2 separate regions of the Rattus norvegicus genome follow, and region 2 is linked to region 1. Evidence: chromatin contacts called from public Hi-C data. All regions are on one chromosome and are shown on one strand. The core of a region is the stretch at or near the end of the contact, and the rest is flanking DNA. Distances in the headings are between cores, read along the strand shown.

Evidence for each region. A called contact is a pair of places that touch in the nucleus more often than the background predicts.
Region 2: a Hi-C map of the A7r5 cell line shows a contact between it and region 1, with 3 times the contacts expected there. The contact joins two enhancer-like sites. A contact is called at or near these places in 3 of 12 Hi-C or Micro-C datasets (the A7r5 cell line, Schwann cells and frontal cortex).

What each region holds. Positions count from the first base shown.
Region 1 is chr4:72,819,485-72,823,407 of GRCr8, forward strand. No RefSeq gene overlaps it. Among named protein-coding and RNA genes, the nearest start is that of Or6b1, 21 kb to the left of the region's middle. Within about 2 kb of position 2,022, at least 1 of the 93 cell types and tissues checked has an H3K27ac peak or open chromatin away from gene starts, as enhancers often do. A contact at or near this core is called in the A7r5 cell line, where this site is marked.
Region 2 is chr4:73,111,123-73,115,135 of GRCr8, forward strand. Arhgef5 (Rho guanine nucleotide exchange factor 5) reads left to right here. Exons shown (of 15, transcript NM_001427415.1): 15 at 1-1,189. Among named protein-coding and RNA genes, the nearest start is that of Nobox, 21 kb to the right of the region's middle. Within about 2 kb of position 2,464, at least 8 of the 93 cell types and tissues checked have an H3K27ac peak or open chromatin away from gene starts, as enhancers often do. A contact at or near this core is called in the A7r5 cell line, where this site is marked.

The DNA.
Region 1 (3,923 bases), core at 772-3,271:
TGGATATTGAAAGTTTTAAATGACTAGAAAATCTAGGAAAGAATACTGACTGTGAAGGGAGGGATGGGCTAAGGAACAGAGAGCAGAAGACAAGACAAAATCGGAAAGCAGTGTTAAGCCACAAGTAAGATGTCAGTCAACTTCAGAGGAAGGCTTTAAATCTCCAAAAGCAAAACACTGCGCTCAGTTAGTACCACACAGGAAACCAGAGGCACATGCTTCAGACTAGTCCCTCCAACTTACAGAATCACAGACAAGCTTGGGAGTTGTAAATATAAATCAAAAGGAAGGAAGAACAAATTATCATCAGCTGTGTCAATAGGTGCTTCCCACTTGGTAAAAAATATTTCCACTGGGCGCATATACATGCATTTAAAATGTATAATAGTTCAAATCACTTGAAGAGATCTGAACACAGTGTGTTTCAGAAAACTGTATTAGATGACTTATAAAATATCTGTAGATGACAAGGCACTGACACAGGTGAACTGGGTCATTACAGTGCAGTGTGGAGGTGAAAATGACCATTACTAAGTAGCTCCTATTACTTAACAGTATTTGTGATTTTCTTAATGATGTGACCTTGCTATGTAGCCCTGCTTGGCCTGAAACTCACTGCATAGCCCAAAATAAACCTTAACTCACAGAGATTCTCTGGCTTTTAGCTCTGCCTCCCCATTGCTGAGATTAATAGCATATGTCCCTATGCTCAGCCATTCTACATGATCTTAAGAGTGCAAATGAATATGAGGTCAACATACAAAGAAGGGTCAGGTTTTACTTTCCTTCGGTATTATTGAGTCACATTTACTTTCTCTTGGTTAGTCTACATCCTAGATGGACGTTTCTCAAATACCATCCTTTCATAACAAGGAACTCCAGCACCAGAAGCCTGGACACATTAAAGAGATCTTTACAACTCATTGATTTTAAATATTTATGGACTGGCATGATCTTCCCATGAAAGAAAGTAGGTAACACCCCTCCCCTTGCTTCTGCATGCCTCCAGAACTGACCTAGACTCAGAGATAGGTAACAATGTAAAGTGAGAGGCCTAAGTCTAATTACTCTCAGCATGGCTAGCAACTTTGTTACATTTATCTGTAACCCATTGTGGTCTCACTGACTCACTAATTTGAGCCTCTAACTGCACCATACAAATGCCAGTAGATATTCATTTAGTTATCTAAAGTCTTTTGATTAGTTTATCATGTATCTCTCCAGCCACACAACAGTAACTTGGTGTTTAAGTCTTTAAATCACAATTGTTCTATGGCATCTGAAGTGATAAGAAAGCCAGACAGTAGAGTTTTTACATTGTTCATGCTTTGTACTTTCTAGTAAGCTTTTAGCAACATCCTGTGCAAGTTAAAAATGAGTGAATCTTGCTGCTGCCTACAGTGGGGTTGCATGCTGTTTATTGAACAGCTCACAGGAAAGTTGGTATGTTTAAAATGTTCATAGTCCTATTCAAGACCATGGCAGGCTTGCGCTAGACCTCTCTAAGTAGCATTTAGACATTTCCCCACATATTTATATAGTTTGTTAAGTTTGAAATTTTAAAATACTTCAAAATTTTAGTTCTTTAAATCATTGACACTTGTTTTTTAAACTTTTCTGAGAAAAAAATATACCTGTTTTATTTTCTATTTTTGCAACCAGTGATATGAACGGTTTAATTTCTGCCCTTTTCTTGGCTTTGCTTGAAAGCTCTCGTGGCATTTGCCAAGAAGGTTTGTTGTCCTTTGGATTCAGATTCTCTGGAACATTCACCAGATGCCAGTGTCTGACCCACCATCTGATCTTCCACGTATTCACTTTCTCCATGATCTCATATGGGTGAGAAAATTCAATGACTGTCTCCAACCACTTAGGTGCCATTTTACCCATGTGTGGTTCCTCCTTATGGAAACTGCTCCTGCTTTGTTTCCTGTTTATGGTGTATTTTAGCTGTGGACTGTCTGTCACTGTCACTGCATTGTTCTGTTCCTACTCATATCCTTATATGCCAACTGTGCTTTGGGTCTGGATTAGACCTTGTCTGATAGGAAGTTTATGGCCCATATTTGGCTGCTGCTTGCCAGACTCTCGACTGTCCAGACTTCTCTTTTTAATCCTGACTAATCTCCTTGGTTTACATCTGTCCTATACAGAGAGTAAAGCTAGGCTTTTTAAAAATAAGAAAATCTGTAAATTCTTTAACAAGTAGCTTGCTGACATTTATTATCATGACTGAAAAGTCCTGATGTTTGAGTTCCTCTTATCTGGCCTTAGGCTGATCTTATAGCTTTTTGAAAAAATATTTGTGCAAAATGTAAATGAAAATTACTTTAAGCATTCGTTTTTCCCATGGCAGATGGCTGCTATGCAGACAACAACAAAATAACAAAAGTTATTAGGAACACAAGAGGTAGCAGGAATTCTTATACACTGTTCTTGGGGATGTTAAATAGTTTATGGAGGTCATTTTTGGAAATTCAGCAAAAGACTGAAATTATAACAATCCTGAGACTCAGCTATAGCCCTCTTTCGCATACACCTGCTTACATAACTTCATATAAGGAAGACACATGTACACACATTTATCACAGTACTACTTGAAATACCCAAGACCTGGAGGCAGCTTAAGTCCCCATCAAAAGGTCAGGAGAGAAAGAAAACAATGTCATAGTCACACACACACACACACACACACACACACACACACACACACACACACACACACTCAACTATTATTCAACCACAAAGAAAAATGAAATTCTATCATTTGCAGTTAAATCATAGGAACTATAGATCATGATGTGTGATTCTTCAGACACAATAAGACTGATATTCACATGTTTTCTCTAATATACAAAAACAAGCAAACCCAAAAGGAAGTAGAAGGGGGACTACTGGGGAAATAGAAGGAAGTTGCTAGGAAGAACAGAGAAGAAAAGAGTAGGAAAGAAGGCTCAACAAGCAATAGATGCATGTGGGGAAGTATAGGCGTGAAACTCACTCCTTCGTAACATGCATTGATGGCTATGGGAGCAGTAAAAAGAAAAGGGAATATACACTGGAGAGGAGTAGAGAAGGTGTTTCTGTTCAAAGGTGATACAAAGCTGCACAGAAAACTCGTTATACTTAGGAACACACATAATTAAGTATGAGGGAGACTTGTGTACTGAAAACCTAAAGATCACAGGAGAGAAATGGAGTTCTTAAACTATTTCATTTATGGGTACAAAAAAAATATCAAAACTATGTTGTTGTCATTTTATATTTGTGTTCCTTTTAATAATTTGGAGAAGTGAGATTTTTATCTAGTAGTCATGTTCATGTTTGGATCTCCGTTTTCCTCTTTCCTGTCAATAATTCATTTTCTTCTAATAATAATTTCTTTTTGTTTCTGTGATGCTGGACATCAGGACCATGTGAATAATGGGCAAACACTCTCTCACCAAGCGATATTCCTGGTATACACTTGTTTTTGGTTCATTTTTCATGTTCTCTTTCATTGCATTGAGTTATTGGCTACTGGTAGATGATTGCCAGTTATTAGCAATAATAACATTTGTCTGTATGCTCATTGTCCTGCCCCCTCTCTCTTCTCTCTTCTTATCATTGCTGATGTTGAGTCTTATTAAGTAAATGTACTCCTCGGATCTTTAACTCAAATTTTCAGAGCTAAGTGGAATACTTTGGTTTCCAGATGTGAAAAAAAAAAGACTCTCTTCTTTGTGCCTCAAATCTTGTTATTTATGTCTATTTCTCTATTTCCTGGATGTTTGTTTAACATGTGCTCAATGTTAAGTTAGTAGTCATTGTAGTCACGCATGTAGATTCAATGCCTGCTATTAGTCCTTTCATTGCAGATTTTCTGGTAGTCTTTGAATTGAATGGTATTCTACACCATTTGTGCTCCCCCCCCTTTTTTTGGA
Region 2 (4,013 bases), core at 1,214-3,713, 290 kb after region 1:
TCTAGAATATCTTCCAATCTGAGATTGTCCTCAGTGCATGTGCCCTTGCAGTTCTTGGTTTTTGGTGGCAATGTGAGAGTGGCATTCTCTCACTCTAATAAACTTGGCACTTCTTTCAGTGTTTTCTTCTCAGATTACTTAGTACTCACTGAACCAAGTTTACAATGCAGAGTCTCATAAGAACTCCAGCCTATATGGCAGTGTTATGAAAAAACATACATGTACAGATAATATCGCCTACTAGCTTCTTCTAATAAGACATTGGAGCTTAGCCAGTTGACTCTGCTTTGTAGCTTCAGAGCTTGTAGAAGGAATTAGAAGGCACAAGTGGGTAGTGAGAGTCTGTTCAAATAATTGAGCACATCCATAGGCACAGATAGGTTAATTTGGGTGGATTTGGCAAATGTTATTCCAACCATTTGTGACTTTCTGCTGTGACTTCAATTGCCATGAAGATGCCAGCCTAGGTGTTCAATCTTCTGGTAAAAGTCAGTGGAAAGAGTCCTAGCATCCAGTTACCATGCTGCCACGAGTCAGTCAGTCCATATCCCTAAACAGCACCCGATCAATACACTGCAAAGTCCAAGCCAAGCAGACAATCATTCTCTGTCTCCTTTAACATTGCCTTTGTTGGTTGAAGAATGTCACCACCATTGTTTTTCCTGTCTAGCATCTCACCTGACAGCGCATGGCATCCTTTGTCCCATCTTTTAAGCAGGATCCCTATAGTCCTTCCTTGGTCATTCTATTATAGTTTATGATTAAGAGGACTCCAGGGCAGAGCTGCATTGCGGCTTTGCACAAGGGTAAGAATGAAGCAAAATGTGTTAATAACATAATGTAAATAAAATGTGTTCATTAACAAATTATTAACAGTTTGTTAAAAGTGTATGTTAATACTAACTCTTGACAACACACTGCTTTTTTAACCCATTCTAAAATTCAAGTAAGCTTGCTTGCCTTTTTTAAAATATACAAATATTTTATTTGAGGCAGAATGAGGACTAAATCTACACTAGGGATAGTTTTAGGGAAGCCCAGTTGATATGTTCACAACTGACTTTAATATTGTGACATATTTTGTATATGTATATTAATATGTAATTTAATGAAATTCATATTAGTCCCTGTGGTAAATACATTCCAAACTATTTGTGTAAATAACATTAAAGTAGAGAGTTACATACAACCTTGCAATTTCCAGGCAAGTTCTTTAGTATTTCTTTAGAGGTAAAAATAACCCAATTCTTTATTATTGATGTGCCAGCAGCTGTTGTATTGTCTGGTTGTTTCAGATTATATATGTGTGTGTGTGTGTGTGTGTGTGTGTGTGTGTGTGTGTGTGTGTATGCATTGGATTATTTTTATCTAATCTGGAAAACCAAAAGACATTTGGCTTCTGCATATCAGATGGTCCTTAATTTAAAAGAGAGAAACTTAGATATTTGTTTTTAAAAAGGGGGGAGAAACTAGACATGGGTAATCTCTCTTCAGTTGAGTTAACTAAATTTTCTATAGATTTGAGTTTGGGGAAATGGTGTATATGCAGACCCAGTGATTGTCCCGTCCTCCAGATACTCATGAATTTGTCAGGCTGATGTCATTGGCTCCAAGACCCAGCAGCTGCTTATAACAGGGTGAGAAACACCGCATTGAAACGTGGAGGGCATTCAGCTTTTGGTTGCATTTCTAAGTCATGCACGAGGGATATCATCATCAACAGGCCTGCTTACAGATCTGAACAGAGATGGACGTGGCGCTTGTAATCAAGTACATCTGTACTGAATTGGTTCCGATATGTAGCTGTTCACACCAAACTGGGTCATTTTTATAAATTCCTGTGAGTTGCTTATTCAGAGTTTATATTCGCCACCCACCTTCAGTTAAGGTTAACTACGAGTTTAGGATTTTTATAGTGCCTTAGGATGAGTTCTGATACCATCAGCCTGTGGGGATTCCCCCCCCCCCTCCACCTTTTCTTTCAGGTCTGGGGCTCAAATTCAGAGCATTGATTGGGAGGCCAACATTCCACTACTCACCTCCACTCCATGGTCCCTTTTTAACATTAACCTTTGGGATAAATATTACTCAAAAGTCTAAATAGATTAGTCTAAATAGACTTTCTTCCTATGACTTACGTTTTATCTCCTAGAAGTAAACTTGATTGTAGCTTGGATTCTCTTGAGGTACCCACATAGTCTGTGTGCTTTTTCAATGGTATTTCATATATTACGTATTTAATTATGTAATTACGTATTTAGTGCTATTTCCCTCATTACGAATTGTTTTCTGGATCAAATTATAAAGGCCCGGTGTTTTGGTCTAGTAGCCCTCTACAGACAGCTACTAGGTAATCCACCTCCCCACAGCACAGCGTGTGTGCATGTTTGGGCTTGGCTTTGAGACCTCTGTGTAAATATGTTAAATGGTGATGACTTGGTTTTATCACTACCGCAGACCAATGCCCCTAAAGCCACATTAGCTGTAAGCATGACTCAGGCGCTGCATGACCATAGGGACGGGAGTCAGCAGCTAAGTGTAATCTTCTCACTCTGAAACTAGGTGTGTGGAAAGGCCAAAGGTTACAAGCAACTGATCTAGAGAGATGGGCCACACTGAACCAGGAATCAAATAAACTCCCTCTGATATAGAACATTCTCTATGCTCTATAACCTTTGACCCATCTTTGCAACCTGCCCATTTTTAAAGTGACAGTTACGAGTGGAAATTTCCCTTACTCCTTCCTTGTAAGAGTGCTCAGTCTAATTGCCACAGAACGTTACAAAAAGAAATGGCCGCCAGTGATCAGAGTGTTGACTCTGGGTGGGTACTGGAGGAAGAATTTGGGGAAGAAAGGAGCTCTAAGCTGTTTTTCCCAGCTGGTAAGGGTGGAGGTGACTGCTGATCCCTGCTGCTTGGTGAATGAGTCATGGCACCTGAGGGCAGACCTTGCAATAGGGCAGGGCCAAGTCTGGCCACAAATGAAGCACGAATGAGCAGATAAATATTTTCCTGGCACTTTACCTGAGTCTTTCAGAGAGGCAACTCTTCCTGAACAATGCAAACGGAAACTGCGGGGTAGAAGCCAGTCTGTGTGTGCACTAATATGGAAATTCTAAATCTGCTTGCAGACCAAGGGGCTCCTGAAGACCAACGTGAAAGTTTAGACTGTTCAGGGAAGGTAGCCAAGATCAACAGACCATCAGCTATGGTAGATCAGAGTCACAGAGAAACCGTAGGCCACCAAAGGAGTAAGTCCTGGGATAAAAGGAAAATAAGATAGGGCCCATCCAGCCCATTCTTGGGTGTTTTCTTAAGATCACATGGTGATGGGAGTGAGATTATTCACTCTTGGTACTGCAAACACCTGAAGACCTTTGTGTCTTAAGAGTCTCAGTCCTGCTCTTAGACAGACTTAGTAGAGCTGGAGATGGGAAGGGACTTGCTGTCACACAGCCAATTAATTAGGAGCTACAGGTGCAAACAACTCCATGTTCACTGAGATTTCAGCAAGTCGTCTTTGGAGTTTGCTGTTTTCATAATAGGCTGAAGGTGATTTGCCGTGAGGTAGAAAGGTTGGACAGACAGAATGAGCAGCCAGGTTGTTTCTGAGAGAGCAGGAAGAGCCGGCACTCACATGTATGGGTGGTTAATAAGCAGGTGCATGTGATGGTGCTGAGCTGGGTTGGGCAACAGATTGGAAACAAGGGTCAAGGTGTGGTCTCCAGGTAATTTATTATCCTTACACAGTGGGCCTTCAGATACTAGAGAGAACTTGTGTGCAAGCATGTGCCAATGTATATGCATGTATGTTTTAAATTTAGAGGAGGAACATAGAGAATATTTGGACAAGGTGGATTTGATGCACAAGACTAGATTTCCTCTCTGGAATAAAGTAATGTTAGAATTAACTAACAAAAGGGAAACAGGGTTGGCCATTTGGGAATTAAAAAGCAAATTGAAAGTGTTTTAAATATTTGGCAGTTGTGCTGTTGCTCTTGTATGCACCTGTG